Linked DNA regions of Mus musculus: region 1 is linked to region 2. The links are chromatin contacts, called in public HiChIP or PLAC-seq maps. All regions are on one chromosome and are shown on one strand. The core of a region is the stretch at or near the end of the contact, and the rest is flanking DNA. Distances in the headings are between cores, read along the strand shown.

Region 1 (6,376 bases), core at 3,316-5,815, 130 kb before region 2:
CTGGCTGTCTGGAGATGACGATAGAACCAGAATGAAGGAAAACCATGATAGGAATCAAGTAAAGTCTCTGCCTCCCTTGGTGTTTGAGTGAGTGTAGACACATGTATGTACACATGTATGTACATACATGTATGTGTATGTGCACATGCCATTCATGTTGAGGCCCAAGGTTGACCTCGTGTGCCTTCCTCTGTTACTCTTCCATTTTTATTTAATGAGGGAAGGTCTCTCAGCTGAACCCAGAACTCACTAATCAGCTATTCTAGCTAGCCAGCTTGTCCTGGAGAGCCTTGTCTCTGCCTCCCTAGGGCTGGAATTACAAGCAGCTTCCCTACCTGCCTAACTTTTACCTGGGTCCTTAGAATACAACTCTAACCCCCAAGCTTGAGTGACAGGCACTTTATCCACTGAGCCATCTGCCCAGCCCTCTGGTCTTTCTGTGATGCAGATAACACCAACTAAGAGGGAGACTAGAGAGTAGGAGGATAGGATGCCTGTGGTCACTCACAGAGTTACTGCTCTCACGATTCACACTGACTTGGCTATTCAAGAAGGTAACGTGGAATTCAGGAAGCGAGCCAGGCACAGGAGAGAAACGGGATGCATTCTGTTTCAGACCTGCACACCTGTGCCCGTGAAGCGCGCCCCCTACAAGGGAGAAGTCACCACACTGAAAGCCAGAGAGACAAAAGAAGATGACACTGCTGGAACCAGGATGCAGGGCCACTCCTGATCTGGATGCTGGAGTTAAGCAAGTGCAAGGTAAGTGTTCTGGAGCAAGGGAGTGAGTATCAGCCTATGACTAGCACATAACATCAGTGTCTCTCTTCCCAGACTTTTGAAGAGTCCAGAGCTTCAAAGTAGAAGGAACCCTGATAAAGGCCTTGAGAGTCAGAACGTTAGATACGCCTTGATTAAATGAAACAGGCCTTGAGCTAAAGATTCATTCTGTACAATGTTCAAGAATATTCAAAAGAGCCCAAGAGAGTCTTCTATGAGTGCAAAGCAGTAGGCTAGTCCAGGCAGAGAACCCTGCCTGCAGTACTAAAAGCATGTCCCACGGTCAATATTTGAAAACCAACTAAAACTTTATGAAAAAAAAAAAAGACGAATCTTTGTATTGTACATGCAGCTGTGTTCTATGACTTAGAATGCATGGACAAATGAATACAAATGAGGAAATAAAGGGAAGTTACACAACTTTGGGAAAGTTTTTCTAGAAGTATTTGGCAGTGTTGACACGTAGTTTCTAGAGGAGTGTAGATCTCAGTGTGGGAAGACTTAGAAACACTGTCCAGTCTCATGATGCCATTGGGCGTGCAGAGCTTTCTGTTTTGAAACTCCCACTATTTCCGTCTATTTTTCTGTTTCTTTCCCTCCATTGCTTTCTGTTCCTCCTCTGCCGAATCAGTATTAAAGGACAGTGCTACAGTTTTAGTGTCTCTATGAGGTCACTTCTATTGACTCAGTAAAATGCACATTTTCACCATTTGATGGTGAAAATTACATACTTGTGATGTATATTTATATGCGTCAACATGTAGCAATCTGGGGGAGACTTAGGCCAGCATGCATGTCCGGTTTACAACCTGTGGGTCACAGGTTGGTAGTACAGCCTAACCCAAAATCAGTTGCTTCCTTGGGAACTTGATTGTACATTTCTCAAGTGTAAACTTTAGAGAGGACAAATGTCATAGGGCGATGTCAAAGGGTCAGATGTTGCTGTTAGAAGTTGACCGGGTGGATGGGGGGTATAGTGTGTGTCAGTTGGAGCACTGCTGGACACAGGTCTGGTTTTCTACATACCCTGCCACTGCACACATTCCCATTTGACGACCTGTGCATCCCTGCTTGAGCCTTGTGACCATGGAGATTTGGATAACGAGCACCGAGACATTACAGACCTGGCTCCCACCTGCAGAGTGCTCTCTCATTGTTGAATATTGTCTTTTTTTTTTCCTACCACCAGCCTCAAGCTTCAGATTTTCTGTCATTTCCACATTTCAGGAATTATTTGTGTGGTTCAGAAAGATCATATTTAAAATTCAGGAGATTAGCAAGAGAAAGGCATTGGGGTTGGATGTGATCACGTGCTATCCGAGCTTTTGTAGGAGCCGGCTTAGTGTTTACTTTGATTAGAACGTTTCTTGGCACTAGCTTGAATCCAGTGTCTCTTTGTGAGAGAGAATGTTACACTGAGTGCCTTTTATTCTCTTCAAAGGCAAAGGCAGAGCAAAGGCTCTGAGGCGCCTCTTCCCGCCATGCCGCCAACCCCTGGAGAAACACCTGCTATTTCAACTCCCCAAGATCCTTTAGGAAAAATCATTGCTCTAGGCCTCTTTGATTTTTCTCTCAAAAGCAATAGCTGTCTGCCTCACTGTGCCTTTGTTGCTGTGGAAGACTGAAGATATAAATGAGCATTACTGGGACGGGACGTCTGCGTGAAGACTCACTGGAGATTCCTTTCAAATGCCATCTTTCTGTACACTAGATTTCTTTCTTTGGATCCTTAAAGATTTCTTTCCAGTGTAAAGGTTTTATTTGTTTTGTTTTAATGTCTATATTTGTTTGAAAAAAATCACTGTGATTTTACATTTCACCACAATTAATAAACATTGGGAGCTTCATTCTGTATTCTAGTGTCTGAGTTCCATGTGTGTCCCTCTACCTAGTAGGTGGGACTAGGACCCTGGATTGGTCATGACGAGAGAACGTGATTTCTTGTGTATCAGTGTCACCTGTAAGTCAAGTCCCATGATGGGTCTAAAGAAACCAGATCCAGTACTCCACCATTAAATGAGTCCGAAGCAAAATATCCAATCATATGGATAGATTCAGGATTTGAGGGGATTCGATGGAACTGGCATCGCATGAGGATATCATGTTGATCTGTTCCTCCCAAGTCCTTTCTTGTGCCTTGGTCCCTCTGTGCGGCAAAGCTGGGCTTCTCTTTGGATGTACCCACACTCTGGAGTAAGAGCCCAGGAGAGGATGTGTGGTTCCTTTAAGGAAGGATGGGCGGAGCTCAGCGTCATTTGATCTCAGCGCCCAGAAGAAAGGATGGTAAGCTGCACCTGAAGAGAAATCTTCAGCTCAATTAAACTCCAATTCTTTTTTCCCTCAGGTTAAAAGATACTGCAAAACGTTTTATTATTTTTTTATCCCTACACTTTTTAAAAAGACTTATTTATCTATTTATTTATTTTATGTATATGAGTACACCATCACTCTCTTCAGACACACCAGAAGAGGGCATCAGGTCCCATTTACCGATGGTTGTGAGCCACCACATGGTTGCTGGGAATTGAACTCAGGTCCTCTGGAAGAGCAGTCAGTGCTCTTAACTGCTGAGCCATCTCTCCAGCCCCTTATCCATACACTTTGTTTGACAAAGGCAGCTCTACATTAGAACACAGACTCCTTTACCAGTGAGTAAGTAAGCTGCTTTCTTACCCAGAAGTCAATCCTCACACAGCATTTACTGTTCACTGGAAATGTCACTGTCTCCTGGATGCTTTCCTAGGTAGGATGGTCCTTCTTTTATGCAGCTCCATGGAAGGGCCCAGCATCCAGTCCACAGGATGCCTTAACTCCTGCAGCGTACCGTTATCCTTCGTATCTGTGGATGCTACACAGCATTTACTTCTCATTAGGAGATAAAAGTGATCAGGAGTTGGGTTCAAGTGTAATAGTGTAAGGGAGGGTGAGCATGGGTAGTTAACATGATGTCATCCTAGGTCAGTGGGGTCAACATCCCCAGACTTCAGAATCACACTGCTGAAGCCAATTCCCCCAAGCACACTCACTGAGGGACTGAGATAGATGATAGCTTCACTTCTCTGTCTCCTCCCTCATCCCTCCTCCCTCCTCCCTCCAGAAGCTGAAAGGTCATTCAGGAGGGGCTTGTCTAGCTCACTGGCTCTCCCTCACACCCAGCACAGTGTGTGGTCAGTTATGGGCACTCCGTGGATACTTCACAGTTTTTAAATAAGAGAGGAAATAAAGGAATTCCTGCCCAGTTCTTCAGTGGATACAAATGAAGTGAGAGAGTCTTCTGTGAAGCAGACACCAATCCTGGAGCTACACAGCTCTCTAAGAGAGAGGAAAGTCACGTGGGCTCCAGCTAAGTCCTTGGAAATGCACATGAGACTCCCTTTGTATATTCCAGATGGCCTGGGAGACCAAGCTCTTTTTCCTTATGAAGTTTGATTGATCTTCCTAAACCTCAGTTTCTTCATTCACGTGACAAAAACAAACAAACAAACAAACAAACAAAAACCAAGAGTCTCCCTGGGAGTACCCTGAGGCCCATGATACTGTGGGAATGTGTGACCTTAATAAGATGTCTGCTGAAAGACCTTCCTGGTGATCTTCCGATAGAAAGCTCCCTTCCCGGAATGACCCAGCAAAACAAGCTTTACATGGAAGCTCTGAAGGTAAGGCAGGTGCAAATAATGACCAAGAAAGTTTCAGTCCCCTCTTCTGGTGACTAAGACCTCACCTCCCCCAAGGCCATCAATGCTGCTTAGGGAAGGTCTCAGAAACACTTGCCTCCCTGGAAGGGAGAGGCTAATTACCATTTCTAAAGGGGGAATGAAAAGGTCAGATCCAGCAAACAGTGGGCTTAAACACTCTTGTTGTAATCAAGGCCTACCCTTAAACTGTATAAAAAGTGTGTGCTTAGGAGACTTGGACTTGCCTCTGCCCTGATTGCAGGACAGCCCCAGTGTTCTGGATCAATAAGCCTCTTGCTTGTTGCAGCAATCTCAGTCTCCTAGTTTCTGTGAGTTGGACATCCTGGATGTAAGGCTCTTTGGGTCTTACATTACCCAAGCCCTACACAGTCTGCAAATGCCAGTGCCCATTGCTGGCAAGGTGATGAGTCAATAAAAATGGCTGCCCAGAAAGCCTAGGCCGTTTTGTTCTTTCCTTGAAGTTCACGACATCTGAGAGAACCAAGCCCTTAGTGGTGGCAGAATGGAAGCTATGAAAAGGGAGGTGGTTCAAACCCAGGCACAGATGAGAGCATTCAGCCATCTTGGAGACGTCAGTGGATGAAGGCCAGGATGTGGGCACCACGAGTGAAATGAGCAGGGATACATTTGGAGCATGGGAGATGGAAGCAGAGTGACAGCTACATCTCAGCAGGAACTCTTCTCCCTCTGTAGGAAGAGGGAGAACTGGGGGCTTTGTCAAAAGCTGGGAGGCTACAAAAGCTGCATTTGAACCAGCTGAGCAAGACATAGAAACGTTCTCAGTTTCAGTTCTTCTACTGATAAAATGCAGTAGCTAAGATTATTTTCTATGCAAGAAGAGTTAAAAACTAATGTCTTTGTTAGGCTTCCTACTTGCAGTTGGTGCAGAGGCCATGGAAGGGTGCTGCTTACTGACTTGCTTCACGTGGCCTGCTCAGACTGCTCTCTTATAGAATCCAGGCCCACCAGCCCAGGGATGGCACTACCCACAATGGAGGGCCCTCCCCACCTTGGTCTCTAATTCAGAAAATGCCTTACAGCTGGATCTCATGGAGGCATTTTCTCACCTGAGGCTCCTTCCTCTCTGATGACTCTAATGCCCATCTGTCAAGTTGATACAACTCAGGCACTATGTATAATGCCCTGGCTCTCTGTGTTAGTCCAGAGGCATCCCCTCCTGTTCTTCCTCACCGGGCTTTCTCCCTCTTCCTTTCCAACTTCCTCACGCTGGGTTGGAACCAGAAGCCACACAATATAATAATTAGATTTCTTTTTGTCAAACCAATTCTCTCCTTTTACTTCTTTCTGTGGACAAGTCTTATAAACAGAGAGACCCTGCCATCATTTATTGAGCACCTGCTGTTTGCAGGGCATGGAACCAGACCCTTTGGCCCTGAACAGCTGCACAGAGCAGTTCAGGAAGCAGCTTGGGAACTCTGCATTGGATGTCTTGGGCAAACAATTTAGTGAACAAGGAGAAGAGGGCTGTGCTGCGTAATGAAAGTAAACGCAACCACTGTGTTCATGGTCGGGGCTGCGTCTGTTGTAAGAGTCATCTGTGGTGAATCAGTGGGGCCTGTAAACCTACAAAGTGCATGCGGCCAGGCCCTTAGGACTCTTGAGACAAGGGTGTTTGTATAAAAGCTAGAGGGGCAGAGCATATTAGCTCGGTGTTTTCAAAGTGTGTTTTTATTTGTTTGTTTTGTTATTTTGGCCTTATAACAGAATGTAGTCTCCAGAAGAACACAGGACCTCTGGGTTTTCCTCTAATGAAACCTTAAATGTGCTCAATAGTTCCTAAATGGTAAACCCCTATTAGGCCTTTATGATATTATGTGCCTGTACCAGGGCTATAAGCTCTGTGTGGACTCTATCACCTTATTCTGCCTACAAGCTTCTGA
Region 2 (6,208 bases), core at 1,473-3,972:
GTCTACTACTGAACCTGGAACTTGCCATTTTGGGTAGGCTGTCTGGCTTGTCAGGGACCCTCTGAGATCCACCTGTCTCCATTCCAGCCTTAGGGTTACAGGTATATATTGCCAGAGAAGACTTTTTTTCTAAATGTGGGTTTTAAAGATTCAAGCTCAAGTCCTCATGCTTTATAACAAGTGTTTTGCCAAGTGAGCTATCTTTGCAGTCCATATGTACACCTTGACACTCATTGTACTGGCTAGTTTTGTGTCAACTTGACAAAGCTGGAGTTATCACAGAAAAAGGAGCTTCAGTTGAAGAAATGCCTCCATCAGATCCAGCTGTGGGGCATTTTCTCAATTAGTGATCAAGGGGGAAAGGCCTCTTGTGGGTGGGACCATCTCTGGGCTGGTAGTCTTGGTTCTATAAGAGAGCAGGCTGAGCGAGTCAGGGGAAGCAAGCCAGTAAAGAACATCCCTCCATAGCCTCTGCATCAGCTCCTGCTTTCTGACCTGCTCGAGTTCCAGTCCTGACTTCCTTAGTGATGAACAGCAGTGTGAAAGTGTAAGCTGAATAAACCCTTTCCTTCCCAACTTGCTTCTTGGTCATGATGTTTGTGCAGGAATAGAAACCCTGACTAAGACACTCATCAACAATATTTTACAGGTTTTGAAGCATAAAGAAAACAAAAGATGACAGACACATCCATGAGCAATGACTTAAGTGATAACTAGATGGTTCAACTGTGAATTTAAGATTTTCTTACATATCTGCACATTGAACATTTTACAAAAATACACATGAAGCACCAATGTATATATTCCCACCCAAGGGTCTCCTATCCATTAAAAGAATTTAACATAGACAACTGATTGCTTAGTAGAATGTATGGATCTCTCACTCATTCACTATTAAATAATACTAAAGAACTATTTATCCATAAGTGCAAGAGGATAAAGTAGAGGACAGTGTCAATTGCTGTTAAGTTTACTGCATTTAATCACCATGATTTGAACTGTGTGATGGCTATTCCCAGTTGTCAACTTGACAATCCAGAAATGGAGGGCACACCTGGACCCACATCTGGAGGCTGGAAGACACAGGCTTTTGATACTGATCTCGATGTGGGATGACACATGCTTTAGATTTGGGTCTTGAGGCTTAGGCCCAGGCAAGGTGGTACACACCTTTAATCCCATTGTGGAAGAGAGTCTCTTCCTTGCAGCCTGAACAAGCAAGTCTCTGTCTCCTCTGCCTTCAGATCAAGATGCAGAACTCTCAGTCCTTCTAGTGCACCACCATGCCTGCTTCCTTGCTGCCGTGTTTCCTGACATGAAGATAATGGATGGAACCTCTGAAACTGTAAGCCAGCCTCAAGTAAATGCTGTATGAGGTATTGACAGAGAGAGAGAGAGAGAGAGAGAGAGAGAGAGAGAGAGAGAGAGAGAGAGAGAGAGAGATTGGAAGAAAAAGAAGGAGGAGGAGGAGGAAGAGGAGAGGGAGGGGAGGGGAGGAGAGGAGAGGAGAGGGGAGGGGAGGAGAGGTACTCTTGCTTTGGTGGTGATAATTGCTATATTTCTAATATCAAGAGCCTAATTCTACAGATTGGAGGACATTCTAATACACAATTTGAAAAAGCATAGTATTCAACTGGAAAAGAGAACTAAAGGGGAAAATCTGAAAGTAAATTACTTTGGTTTTCACAAAAAGCACAAATTATACAGGTGCAAAATGACTCAGAAAAGAAAAAAACCAAGGGAATGTAAGAAGTTAAAAATAAAACTGTTCTTTATGAGACCCAAAATGACCACCTTGCTGTTACCTCTGAAAGAGTTTCAGGTCCGGGTCTCACTAGCCTGCAAAACAGCCTTCTATAGAGCCAAGCACTAGATTTCAAAGACATTACCTTGCTGTGGTCTAAAGACCCCATCCTTTCAGTGGCCTCTGATCTCTTATCTTCTCCCCTGCCAGTGGATTGCACCTCTTCTATCAAAGTCACACTTTCAGTGTCTACAGTGCATCCTAGCAACCAGTGCAATTGGTGCTGGGTCGTCCCCCCCCCCCCCCCCCGCCCCCTCCTCACACTCCCCACTCTCACTTCAGGATGGCCTCTTTCTAGTTTCAGGTTGAAAACTCAAGTATATTCATGCAACTGCACTTAGTAGCTTGACCTCTAATCTGAGTTTCTGGAGCACTCCACTTAACATTGCCAACCTACTCTTTTGGTTTCTTTCCCAAAGAAATCTGTGGTTTTTTTTTCTTCTTATCTTTACAGACTTAATAAATGACATAAGTAGCCAATATTGCTAAGATGAAAAAAAATCAGGACTCCCATTCTTAGACCTGCTCTTTACCGAATGCCTTCCCATCCGATCCTTATCAAACACTTGGTTAGCATGGCCCACTTCTCTAAATCCCATTCCAAAGCTTGTCCACTCATGCCTAAAGACTTTCTTCAGGGGGGAGCCAAGAGCATCTCTGAGAAAGAAGATGTGTATTTGGTCACTCTAGCAGCCACCTAAAAATGTCTGAAAGTCTTCTGTGCATTTACAGTACAATGCAGGCATGTCACCACATTTACAGTACAATGCAGGCATGTCACCACATTTACAGTACAATGCAGGCATGTCACCACATTTACAGTACAATGCAGGCATGTCACCACAGCCACACTTGCCATTGTCCAGCAGAAGGAAGCCACTTAGGGCCATTCTTTAGGATGGATTCCTTTCTGCCTTATTATGTCTTCTCTTGACCTCTCCTTCCTTGGGATTCAGTTTTCCTTGAAGTATCCTTTACAGTAGGGGGTGTGTAGTGCCTCTGTAGTATTATGTAACTGTTCTTCACAGTATCATTCCCAATTGTAAAGGCAGGAGTATTTTTTGTTGTTCCTTCCCTACCCCTGCTGACAATAACCATAACTGGAGTAAAGGCAGTCTCTGCTTACTCACTACTGGGCACTTATTCTTAACCAGTGACTGAAACATGAAAGGTGCAGAGTCTCACCCAGCTAATAAAACACAATGAGACTCTTGCAAGGTGTTTATAATTTTGTGCTGTTTAAAATTCCTCTTCTTATATTATGGGTCAAAGCATCAAACCTTGAGGAAAGATCTTGTGGGCCTTACGCCCATCACAAAAGTCTTTTGTTTTTGTTTTTGTTTTGTTTTGTTTTGTTTTGTTTTTTGAGACAGGGTTTCTCTGTGTAGCCCTGGCTGTCCTGCAACTCACTCTGTAGACCAGGCTGGCCAGAAATCTGCCTGCCTCTGCCTCCTGAGTGCTGGGATTAAAGGCGTGCGCCACCATGCCCGGCAAGTCTTATTTTAATAGAAGTAACCTCCAACTTAATGTCCTCTGGGTACAGAGATTTTCTCTGCCAGAGATGGAACTTTTCCTAGCATCTCTGCAGGACTATCCCACAACTTCCCTAAGATGTCAGGGAAACTTCCTTCAGGCTGTTGCATGTAATAACTGCCTGAGAAAGGTCAGTTTCAGTGAATGAACTTAGGGTAGGAAAAGTAGCTGAAGTTTGCCCTGTGCACCTGGGAGAGAGGGAGCTATGATAATGTCAGGTTGTCACAGAAAATTGAATGGACCCAAAGAGCCACCAGCAAGGAGAAACACTCTGAATTCTGTGTAGCTTCATGACATTCTCAAAGCTATTACAGTGGCATTCAGGAAAACAGAATCCAGGGAAAGGAAAAGATCATTTGTATAAATACCCTTTTCAGTATAAAAGAATCCACCTTAACTTTCCTTTAGAACACTCTTAAAATACACAGCTCAGTGAGATTCCAGGGCACCAGTGAGGTGAAGAGCACTCTATGCAGGCAAGTATTTCTGTCCTGTTCTTGGATGAGTTCAGTGATGAAGAATTACTCAGTGAATGCATTAAGAGACAGTGCTAATATAGTGTCTACACATTCTTACCATAACCTCGCAGATGAGTCCTAGCTATGCTTCTGATACATGCAGAAGTCTGCATCCATAGGAAACCGTGGAAGACTTAAAACATGGCTACTGCCTTCCCACAGCTTACTTTCCAAACTTAGTTTCTTCTTAATGAATTATTTAAAATACAGAATATTGCTGTCTTTTTTTTTTTTTTTGGTGAGAACTTTTTATTGAAAAAATTTTCATACAATGGATTCAAATTATACACCCCCCCCCACATCCCCACCATGCCAACCTCATGCCTTTTCCTCTGTTTACAAAACAAAGAGTGTGGGCCCTTATTTTTCATAGCTGTCATAGTTAGGGTTTCCTAGCTGCAAAGGGTCACCATGACCAAGGCAACTTTTATAAGGGACTACATTTAATTAGGTCTAGTTTACAGTCTCAGAGGTCCAGTCCATTATCATCATGACTGGAAGCATGGCAAGGTTCAGGCAGACATGGTACTGAAGGAGCCAAGAGTTCTACTTCTTGATCGGAAGGCAGCCAGGAAGAGACTCAGTCTTCTACGTTGGGCTAAGCATGAGCACTGGGAGCTCTCAAAGCCCGCCTACACAGTGACACACTTCCTCTAACAAGGACACACCTCCTAATAATTCGGCTTTCCATGGGCCAAGCTTATTCAAACAACCACAGTGGCTCTACTTATACAAAATGTCTGCAGGTCAGGTCATGTGAACTTTAATCTTTCAGGTATTTTGCTTTTAGCTCTAAACTGCGTCCCTTCATTATTTTCTTACATCTTTCATCACATGTCCCTTTATTTCTCCTCATTCTTTGTACAGTAATCAGATGCCCCTGCTCTGCCTTTAGAAAATTCTTGTATATAGCCAATTCCACATTGATTATCTGTGTCAGAAGTGTAGTTTTAAATTCCTGTTCCATTTAATTATTGAGTCAAAACAAATATAAACATACTTTAACACATCCTTAGTCTGTGCCTTTTAGATACACATGGAAGGTGTTTGATGCTTCCTCCATAAAGTTTTTTTTTTTTTCAGATAAACATAAAAGGGACCCTGGGGAGAGAATGAGAGGGAGTGAGGGACAAGAGAGACTAATGGAAAGTGAATGTAGTCTGAGTATATGGTATACTAGAACAAAAATGTCATTATTAAACTTGCTACCGTGAATATACACTAATAACAGCATCGAAACCTCTTTTGGATATTTTAGTTATACTTAGGCACTCACTATTTCTCCTGTACCTCAAATGGATTAGCATATAAAGCAAAGATCCATAGTCCCACAGAGCTCACAATCTAGCCAGGAGAATCACAGCAAAACAAACGAGTCCCTTCTACAATGGGACAGTGAGAGAGCACAGCACATAAAAAGGAGGAGGTGACAGCCAGCGTGGTCTCCACAAGATGATGATGTTGGCGACAAGTTTCGAGGATAGATTTCCTGTCCCCTGAGCTAACTGCCTTCCCTCCTTCTGTCACCATCTGCTTCCCCCAGTTATTTCGTACCAACAATGTGTGAGGCACTGTAAAGGATCCTGGGCATGAGATCTACGAGCGACTTTATTCTGTTCTTAGATCACAGCTAGCAGAAAGAGAAGCATAACAGAAGCATCCCTGCGTGCTAGGTGGTAAGGTAAAAGTGCGAACGCAAGTCACAGAACTGGAAGGAACGAATTCTACTATATTTTGACTGTCTTTGAAGAAAATATGCTCTCCCCTTTCTGACATTTCTACTATGTTGTCTGTTCTTCTTCATCAACTCCCCACTGTTGCTCAAACGAGTCCTGGAGGTAGTTAAACCAATTGTCTAAAAAAAAAAATTCCTGCACATATTCAGATATTTAGAAGTTTCTCACATTTAGTAAGGATATTCCGGCTTCTTTTAAAGAAAGCATGTCATCTTGACAGTGTTAAAGCTGAAAATCACATTGGCTTTTCTTTTTAGAGTCTCTTAGTTAGTTTTACTTAGTTTTCTTTGTCAAGTTCAGAGTCTATGGAAAAGTTTGTTTAACAAATGGCCTTCCTCCTTCAGGTTTTCTTTCTATAAGATCTGTTTGTATGAAGGAAGATAGACTATTCCATAGTATTCTTTTATAAATCTTATCCTCACCCCTCCCCAGGGCTCAGCTTTATCTCAAATACACGTCCTTCTTTGTTTTCAAATGCCAGGTTTTCCTTGTTTATTGCATCACAGGACTTCCCTATGGCACCGGCTACTCCAGTAGATCACTAAGCATTTTTTGTTAATCATATAATATCCCCTATATAAGGTGCTCTTCAATTTTAAACAGTCCATTTCTTCTAA

Evidence for each region. HiChIP or PLAC-seq counts read pairs in DNA pulled down with a chosen protein or histone mark.
Region 1: an H3K27ac HiChIP or PLAC-seq map of embryonic stem cells shows a contact between it and region 2, with 13 read pairs. The contact joins two enhancer-like sites. A contact is called at or near these places in 4 of 484 Hi-C or Micro-C datasets (cerebral cortex, cortical neurons, embryonic stem cells and 1 more), 8 of 115 datasets of contacts at active chromatin or transcription factors (embryonic stem cells and forebrain) and 1 of 9 other capture datasets (adipose tissue).

The regions. Positions count from the first base shown.
Region 1 is chr15:39,778,955-39,785,330 of GRCm38.p6, reverse strand. It overlaps Dpys (dihydropyrimidinase), which reads left to right. Exons shown (of 10, transcript NM_001164466.1): 9 at 617-762; 10 at 2,222-2,634. The coding sequence ends at 733. Among named protein-coding and RNA genes, the nearest start is that of Gm16291, 15 kb to the left of the region's middle. Within about 2 kb of position 4,565, at least 19 of the 459 cell types and tissues checked have an H3K27ac peak or open chromatin away from gene starts, as enhancers often do. A contact at or near this core is called in embryonic stem cells, where this site is marked.
Region 2 is chr15:39,643,250-39,649,457 of GRCm38.p6, reverse strand. All of the region lies in intron 22 of Rims2 (regulating synaptic membrane exocytosis 2), which reads right to left. Among named protein-coding and RNA genes, the nearest start is that of Dcstamp, 100 kb to the left of the region's middle. Within about 2 kb of position 2,722, at least 6 of the 459 cell types and tissues checked have an H3K27ac peak or open chromatin away from gene starts, as enhancers often do. A contact at or near this core is called in embryonic stem cells, where this site is marked.